Regions from separate parts of the Mus musculus genome. Here region 2 is linked to region 1. The links are chromatin contacts, called in public Hi-C maps. All regions are on one chromosome and are shown on one strand. The core of a region is the stretch at or near the end of the contact, and the rest is flanking DNA. Distances in the headings are between cores, read along the strand shown.

Region 1 (4,835 bases), core at 765-3,264:
ACATCAACCTTGAACTCCAGCTTCCATCCCTTGGCTTCCTGCTCCCTCCTCTCCAGCTGCCAGCAGCTCCGGGATGCCTTCTGCTCGGCAGTTTCCCCCAGGGAAGAAGGGATGGAGTCCAGCTCCCTTCGGTTATTCCCTCCTCTACTAGTCCTTTACCCTGGCGACTTGGAACCATCACTCAATCTGCCAAACACCTCATTTTTTTTTATATCTGTACAAGTTTTATAGTTGTTCTCAACAGTAGGTTTGGTCTCATATAGGCAATTTCATAATAATTAGAAGCAGATGTTTCTTTATCTGTAATATAAATAAATAAATAAATAAATAAATAAATAAATAAATAAATAGTGGCCTCAGGTCCATGTTCTAGTAGGGATGGCAGTATCAAGCTATAAATTATCACAACTTTCGGTGAATATTGACTATCTCCAGGTAAAATAGTGAGTCGAACCTCGAGTACTCCAATCACACCCTGATACTTAACATACTTTAACAGGACACATGCCAGCCTTCCTGCTTACTGCTGTCATATGTGATACATATATGATACATCTGTGTATTTCATAAATCTAATGAAAGATTTCAACTTATTATAACTTTATGGTAATTTATTTGTAAAAGGTATTTTCTCTATTAAAAATTTGGTTTCAGGGTTTTTTTTTAAGACTTATTTTATTCCTATTTATGTATATGTATGTCTCTGTGAGAGTATATGCCACTTCTACCCAGGTGCCCATGGAGGCAGGGGGAGGGCGGTACTAGATCTGCTAAAGCTATAGTGATGGGCATTTGTAAGCTGTATGAGGATACCAAGAAAGAAAAAAAACAAAACAAAACAAACAAACAAACAAACAAAAAAACTGGTCCTCTGGAAGATCAGCTCCCAGCTGCCGAGCCATCTCTCCAGTCCTGTTTTGCTGTCATCATTTTTTTCCGAGTTTACTGATGTCCTTGGGTCTCCAATTCTGTAGTAAGAAGCCAGCCATTTCTCATGTCGTTGTTCCCCGCTCTAAGGCAGTACTTTCCTTGCAGTATGTTTTCATCTCCCTTTGGTTTGGGGGAATAAATCCATGTCACTGCTTTGTGGAAGTACTATCTGCAGTTTCATAAACTTGGGTCTAAAAAGCAGTCTGTATACATTTTTCATCTACAGTTCCTTATGCTTTATTTGTACTTACATAGAAACAGCATGAATATCCAAACCAAAATACTTATACACATAAACTCATAACCATTGGCCCAAAGTAAAATCTGTACATTTACAAAATATCCTATAAACACATCTTCCCAGGGACAGAGCAGTTTAGTCATACTAAACTACAGCCAGAATGACATGGCAAGGTAGTAATTTTTCCAATTTCCTTTATCTTTAATAACTTTTTGTTGTTACTAAGTATGTGTCATATTTGTGTGCTGCACTGGGTACACACACTCTACGATGCGTCTATGGTCAAACAACTTTCAGAAGTCAGGTTTCTCCTTCCTCTGTGGACTCCAGGCATTAACTCTGGTGATTAGGCTTCTGTAGCAAGAACTTTTACCCACTGAGCCACCCTGCCAGCTCTCAAATACGCTCTCTATCCAGGCCGAACTAGCACCAAGTCAATAAACCTTAGTTTGCTTCCATGCAGAAGATTCTATTTGAAGTCTTCGCCAAACCTACTTCACCTCAAATGAGACATAAATGTGGTTCTCTGTATACAAAACAAACAGGTTTGTGGTTGCTTGCTTGACAGCCTTAAAACAAAGGAAAGGCTGGTGGTGGCACAGAAAATCTCGAGCAGTTGGGTCATGGTGTTGCATCAGGCTCCTGTGAATCTTCACACTGTGTGCGAGTTCATCCCTTGCAGTCAGGCAGGCAATGTCTATAGTTTCAAAAGTCTGGACTAAGTTTTCAATGTACAGTGTGCAGCCCCATTAAAGTTTCAAATTTTCCTTATGACTTAGGTAATGATTGCCTACTAGAGGTAGGGATAATGGAGTTGTTTTCATCCCAGCCTGGGTACACGTTATGCAATGTGTGTGTTTTGGATTCAGAGCCTGGACTAGTTCAGAGCCAAGCTGGGAGCACAGTGCCTCTATAGAGAAGCGACAGAGGGGACGTCTGAATGATCATCTCAACTGTACCAAGGAGTAGGATTTTTATGACTACATATAACCACAAAAAAACATTAGTAACCACACATTAAAAGATAATTTTATTTTATTAAGTATCTGGCTCAGGAAAAATTTACAGTTCAAAGGCAAGGAAATTTCTCACTTCCTGCAGCAAGCACTGGAAAGCCAGTTTTATAAAATGGGTACTTTTGACAGAGGGGTGGTGCCCTACCTCAACTAGTACGAGGTGAAAAACTTTATTTGAACTTTATTATGTTCTATCCAAGTTCTTTGCTTGAATATTTTCAACTTACAGAAGTTAGGCCATTTTGTAACACAGATGTCAAAATACTACGTTTTTAAAATTCACAGTTAAGAGCCATGGAGATGGCTTAGTCAAGATGCCTGCCATGTAGGCACAAGGACCTGGGTTCAGCTCCCAACGCATAAATAAAAAGTTAGCTATGGTGGTGTGCACCTGTAATCTAAGCCCCTGTGGGCAGAGCGAGGAGTATCCTGGGGTTCACTGGTCAGCCAGTCTAGCTCATCAGCGTGCTTAGGTTTCAGAAAGAGACTACATCTCAAAAGTAAAGTGAGATCCATAGAGGGAGACACACGATGGTGACCTCTGACCTTTGCACTCATGATGAAGGGGAGAACCACACAGGAAGACACACGATGTTGACCTTTGACCTTTGCACTCGTGCGCCTATGTACATAAAAGTAATCAGTGATAACAAAATCCATTAGCTAAAGTGTTTTTAGTATTCCCAAATAATTTACTACATAATTCCATGCAGAAAAACATAAAGTAGAAAATATATATTTCTTTTAGGTCTTCCTACAATAAGAGTACACAAGGAAAAAACTTAATGAGTAGATACAAGTTTTTAGTTTAATAGTTATCAGTTAAAAAGTAAAAAGGACTGGTTTTATGGTTGTCGTTGTTTTGTTTCATCTGAGACCAGGTCTTATTATATAGCTCAGGCTGCCCTTGAACTCATAGAGATCCACCCCACTCTGTCTCCTGAGTGCTGGGATTAAAGGAGTACACACCCTGCCAACATTCCACATACATGGGGGAAAGGCTCATAGGACACTCAGTTCCCTTTATGCAGGAGCTTATGGTCAGTTGTCCATGCTTTGCTGCTCAGTAAGAGGTGTGAGGTGTGTGTGTGTGTGTGTGTGTGTGTGTGTGTGTGTGTGTGTGTGTGCATGTTTCACAGCCTCAGGACAATCTCAGTGTGATCTTTCTACCTCCAGCTTGTGGCTCAGGATGTGAGCCCTCAGCTTCCTGCTTCTACTCGCGTGCCTGCTGCTTCCTGCCATGTCTCTGCCATGACAGACTCTTACCTTCCAAAACCATAAGCCCAAATAAACCCTTTCTCCTCTAAGATGCCTTGGTCATGGTGCTTTATTACAGCAACAGAAAAGTAACTTAATCCACCCATGGTAGCAAATACTTCAGAAAGTAGAGATGAAACTGGAAAAAACACAGGGGCCATGATATGGGGGCATTTGCGGGGTTATTATAAAGCTCCAATTCATTATCCTAAGAGCAAGAATTAGACACTGAAGGATTTGAAAGAGGCCACTGAAATTATCATACTATGATCCAAAGTGAGGCCAACCTTTTCTCTGGAGAATGAATTGAAAAAAAGCCAAATATTTACTTATTAGGTTAAAAAATTAATAGATGAACTAACAAGTTTAGATAACTCTTATGTATCAATTTCATGTTAACTGTGTATAATTAAATTTGAATTTTAACAGCAAATCTCAATGTATCACCTTCTTTTTTTTAAAGATTTATTTATTATATCAGACACTCCAGAAGAAGGAGTCAGATCTCATTACAGATGGTTGTGAGCTACCATATGGTTACTGGGATTTGAACTCTGGACCTTCAGAAGAGCAGTCAGGTGCTCTTACCCACTGAGCCATCTCTCCAGCCCAATGTATCACCTTCTAATTGAAATATAATACCTATATGCTTTCAAATTCTCTAATAGCTTCATTTAAATAAGCAAAGAGAAGCAGGTAAAATTAATTTCAATAATATATTATCTATTATATCCAAAATAATTTCAATAAGTAATCAACATAAATGGTTTTGGTAGGGAGGAGAGGTTAGGTTTTTTGGTTTTGTTCTATTGGTTTTTCAAATTCTGTGTATCCTTGTCTATCTAGAACTCATTCTGTCAAACAGACTAGCCTCAAACTCAGAGGTTTGCCTACCTCTGCCACTCAGGTGCTGAAATTAAATGTGAGCACCACCAGTGCCCAGCACAAAATATTATTAACTAGATAATTTATATTACCTTTTGCATTAAAATGTGTATTTTATGCTGAGAACCTGTATCAATTCAGATAAGTCATATTTCATGCACTCAGTGGTCACTAGGGAGGTGACTTAGTGAAATGTGTAGTTACAGCAATTTCACCAAACGGTTCTCAAATACAAGCAGTACCATTTTAATTCAAAGTCATGAAGGTCACAAAACCCTTAATGGTCCTGGGAACGTTTGAACCGTAGCACTGGCATTCATCTGTGTCTGCTTCACGGTGGGAGACACATGCAGCCAGCAGCCTGCAGCTGCCATGACTTCTCTGACATGGCAGACAAACTGTACACCCTCAAACTGTGAGCCAAAAGAAAGCCTTTCTTCCTGAAGCTGTTTTTGTCAGGAGGAGTGACTGATATAACCTCCATGACCATGGCAACCCTGATAAGG
Region 2 (4,197 bases), core at 1,058-3,557, 65 kb after region 1:
CAACGCATACAAAAACAAGATGTGCCCACCCTGTCTTTAAAGAGAGAGTATAGCACTTAAAACCTGAATCCTCAGCTGCGGATGTGGCTCAGTGGGAGAATGCTTGGCCTAGAATCACAAGATGCTGGATTTATGCCCTAGTACTGCAAAGTTCATTTCAAAAGTAAAAACGTAGATCCTTGGTTCAGGTAGTGTCTTTGAGACCAACCGGAAGGAGTGATGGCTGTAGGTCCCAGGGCAGGCAGCTGGCAGCTGTAGCTCATCTCATCTCAGATGTGTCTCCTTACCCAACTGTGTAAATGACCTAACCGTGCACAGCAGTGGCGCTTGTGCAGGGAAAATAATACAGTAATACAAATATTCAAACCAAATTGGAAAAGCAAAGAAAGAAGGAGCCAGAAGACATTAGATCATTGCCGCTGCGACCTGGCCCAGACAGCATCTGGGCGTGCATCCTCTGTCCAGCCTTTGTCCACACAACATCCGTCATGCTTCACTGCGTGTCTAGAATAATAGCGCCTGTCTACACAGAACCCTTTGTGTGGCTGCGCTTTGAGGAACAAGGTCTCTTACAGTGTCCCTTGAGGAGGAGCAGGGACTCCCTGGTAGGAATGTTTTAATAGGCTTCCGGGACGAAAGGGAGTCCTTCTCCCTCTGAAGGGATGGGCGGAGTAGTGGTGTACCCATTGGCCAGTGTATATGTTTTCATCGTGTGACCAGGGCGAGCTGTGCTCATGTTCCTTCTTCACTGGGTCATTTCCACTTTAGTTCTGAAAGCAAGAACAATTGATTAAACAAAGAGCCTTCCTGACTGAACCTTGGATCCCCCCTCTGGGTTTGGACAAGGAAGTAGGGAAGTGTTTTCCTTCCTCCCCATCTGCGTCCCACCATTGGTTAAAGTCAGCCTGAGTCTGCAGAATCCCTGCTGGCTCATCCTTAGCAATGTTTTCCCCCCACTGGCCAACTCCAAGCATCCTCTGGGAAGTCAGTCCTGCAAAGGACCCGAGTGGACCCTCAGCCCTGCCACTGCCAACTCTTGGACAGGACAGGTACCCAGCTAAAGCATCGGTGTTGGCTCCTGAATGTCTTAAGCGATAACACCAACCCTGTCTGTCTCCTGGGTGTGAGAGCAGGCTGTGTCATAAAGTGGGTTTCCCACACCCGGCATGGAGCCAAGCATTCCAGAGAGAGCAAGTCTTCTTGCAATCAACTGACAGCTGTCCTTCAGCACCTTTGTGACCATGGGTAACACCAGCCCAAGTTCAGTGGTTAAGCAGCCAAGGACCATATTAGGTGATCCATGGGTGGAATGGCGAACCTCCTCCCCTTCAGCTAGTGAGTGCTCCCCTTTCTGAGAACAGCTCTTCATTCCCCAGTGGCTTGAGAATTTCTTTATTTCGGTGTGTCTTCATTTACTAGAATATGTGAAACCATAAAATAATAACAGTAACAGAGAAGATACAAATAAAGGCTCTGGGAGATGGCTCACAGTTAAAAGCAGTGGCTGCTCTTCCAGAGGATGTGGGTTCGATTCCCAGCACCCACATGGTAGCTCACAGCTATCTGTAACTCCATTTCCAGGGGGTCTGACACCTTCTTCTAGCTTCTGTCTGTACCAGGTACTCATGCAGGCAAAATGCTCATACACATAAATTAAAAATAGATAAATCTTTAAAAATAATAGTAGTAGAAGTAACAGTGGTAATATAAAACCTGGGACTTGAGGGAGAGTGGGGTTGGGGGAGGGGGAGAGGGAGAGGGAGGACCTGATAGAGAACCAGAGACATTCAAAGCCAGCCCATCTCCTGCAGCTGTACCCAGGAGCTAGACAAGAAGGTATCATAATGCAGGCTCAGGTCAGTGAATCTGTGGGCAGATGAGTTCCAGAGCACCCAGGAAATAAGGAGCCACATAGAACGGCTTAAAGCAAAATCAGGAACAGTCCTGGACTCAAATCTCTCCTCTTGTCTTTTCAAATTTGTTGGTCTGGACAAGTCGCTAACCATTCCAAGGCTGGAGGTTTTCATCTGTGAAGTGTGGTTGATACTGATACCACTTTGATGAAGTAATATAGGATGAAATATGTTGTAGAGGATGCTGTAGTAATAGTTGAGATGAGACATTTCTGAGGGGCTTGAACACACACACACACACACACACACACACACACACACACGAGGACTTGTGGTCCCTGGCAGGAGTGCCTGGGACCTGACCAGCTTGAGGGTTCCCCAAGGCCAAGGACATGTCCCCAGAGTCTCTGCATGTGACAAGCACCAATGGATGGGAACTGGCAGTCAGAGCCAGTGCTGGCATTCTGGGCAGTGACCTTTGTCTCATTGGAGGGCTAGATCAGTCTGGTCACTGGGCTCCCTGCTTAATCACAAGCATTGCAGCCAAATTTCTGATGATCTAAAACTATTGATCAGCAAGGCCGGAGAAGCTCAGGGTATGTGAGGGGCACCGAAGCACGTGCCTGTCTGCACTGTTGCCATGGGATTCTGTTCGGATGTAGACAGAGGGGGTTTCTTTTTTATTTAAAACAAACAACAACGCAATGAAAATTCCCACAGATCTTTGCAATTCTCTACTGCAGAGACTGCACCGTGTTTGTGTGTTTGTGTGTGTGTGTGTGTTGCAGTGTTGCTATGACAATGCATATGGTTTTATTTGATGGAAATATGCATAGAAAGAACAGGAAGTGGTATGTATGCATGACAAAACAAACGTGACCAGTCAGAAACCAGGCTTCTGAATCTTGATCATGTGAATCTTTTGATAGCAACGTAAGGTGGAGGTCATGGTACAAAGATGCTACTCAGCCCTGAGGAGGCTGAGGGAGCTAAGGGTTGAGTAGTACAGAGCTCTGTCACTTACTCGCTGTGTCACCTCTGGCAAGTGGCTCAGCTGTGAGTGGCTTTTGCTTCCCTCCTCTCTGAAACAAGCAAGGAGCCCTTCCATGTGTCTCTGTGTGCTGTTGGGATGGAAGTGAGCCAACAGTCAGCACTCAGTCAGTGTCATTCTGGAGTGATGGTTAGAGTCTGACGTTCTCAACGAGGACGAGGGTGGCTTTGTTCTGAAATGCGCTCTGGTCTTGACCAGACTGTGCCTGGAACACTCTGCGGAAAGTCAAGGACGTTAGGCAGGGCCACACTGTGGACTGCTGGGATCAGACCAGATGATCGTCGAAGAGCCCAAGCTACTGACCACCAAGGAACAAGATGTGGGTGCAGTGGCAAATTGTTGTACTGTGACTTTCTGTATCTGGCTGAGACCCATCCACTTTACCACTCTGCCACGAACAGTGTATCCTCCCAGGCCCAGTAAATGGGAGGACAGAGACTCATCTCCAAGGGGCTCATGTCCGTCAATCCTGAAGGAGCACTTTTGGGTGACAATGTAATTAGTATAATTACAACACTATTAAATCTTGATCTTCCTGCTTTTGTTCTTCCCTTCCTCTATATCCCCTCCCCCTTTCTTCCTGTCTTTTTTTTTTGTTTGTTTGTTTCAACACCAGGCTTCACATAACCCCAGCTGGCTGCAAACTCACTGTGTAGCCCCATGTGATGTCCCTGAACTCTTTGATCCTTTAAGCTCCACCTCCAAATACTGGGATTGCAGGTATGTACCATTCTGTGCAGTTAAATCCACATTTTCTAGTTCACTCACCTGGACTGAAGTCTGGCGGGGAGTACACTGCATATACTTTGTGTAGTTCACATTGCTTAAAGGATTCTCAGATCTGCTGGGATGCTGTCTGCCCATCACATGTACACAAGAGATTATTTTTTAAAAATCCTTTGGGACTTTCTGTTGATTGAGTGAGTGGCTTTATCCAGGACAATATTCTTCTGATCTGGACCAGATGTCTTCTGAGATCGTTCTCAGTGTAAATATCAGTGACACTCTGACATTCATTAATTCATCTTGAATAAAAGACAAGAAGTTGCTTTCTGTATTTTTTTTTTTTACTATTATATGTAAAGTACACTGTAGCTGTCTTCAGACACTCCAGAAAAGGGTGTCAGATCTCGTTATGGATGGTTGTGAGCCACCATGTGGTTGCTGGGATTTGAACTCCGGACCTTCGGAAGAGCATTCGGGTACTCTTGCCAACTAAGCCATCTCACCAGCCCACTTTCTGTATTTCTTAATGGTTGAGGCTTTAACTTACATAAGAAACCACAAGGAAGG

The links. Hi-C and Micro-C count contacts between places; a contact is called where the count stands out from the background.
Region 2: a contact with region 1 is called in a Hi-C map of liver, with 2.4 times the contacts expected there. The contact joins two enhancer-like sites. A contact is called at or near these places in 3 of 484 Hi-C or Micro-C datasets (CD4 T cells and liver).

Annotation. Positions count from the first base shown.
Region 1 is chr3:145,558,312-145,563,146 of GRCm38.p6, forward strand. No RefSeq gene overlaps it. Among named protein-coding and RNA genes, the nearest start is that of Znhit6, 15 kb to the right of the region's middle. Within about 2 kb of position 2,015, at least 9 of the 459 cell types and tissues checked have an H3K27ac peak or open chromatin away from gene starts, as enhancers often do. A contact at or near this core is called in liver, where this site is marked.
Region 2 is chr3:145,622,689-145,626,885 of GRCm38.p6, forward strand. No RefSeq gene overlaps it. Among named protein-coding and RNA genes, the nearest start is that of Gm40164, 8.2 kb to the right of the region's middle. Within about 2 kb of position 2,308, at least 22 of the 459 cell types and tissues checked have an H3K27ac peak or open chromatin away from gene starts, as enhancers often do. A contact at or near this core is called in liver, where this site is marked.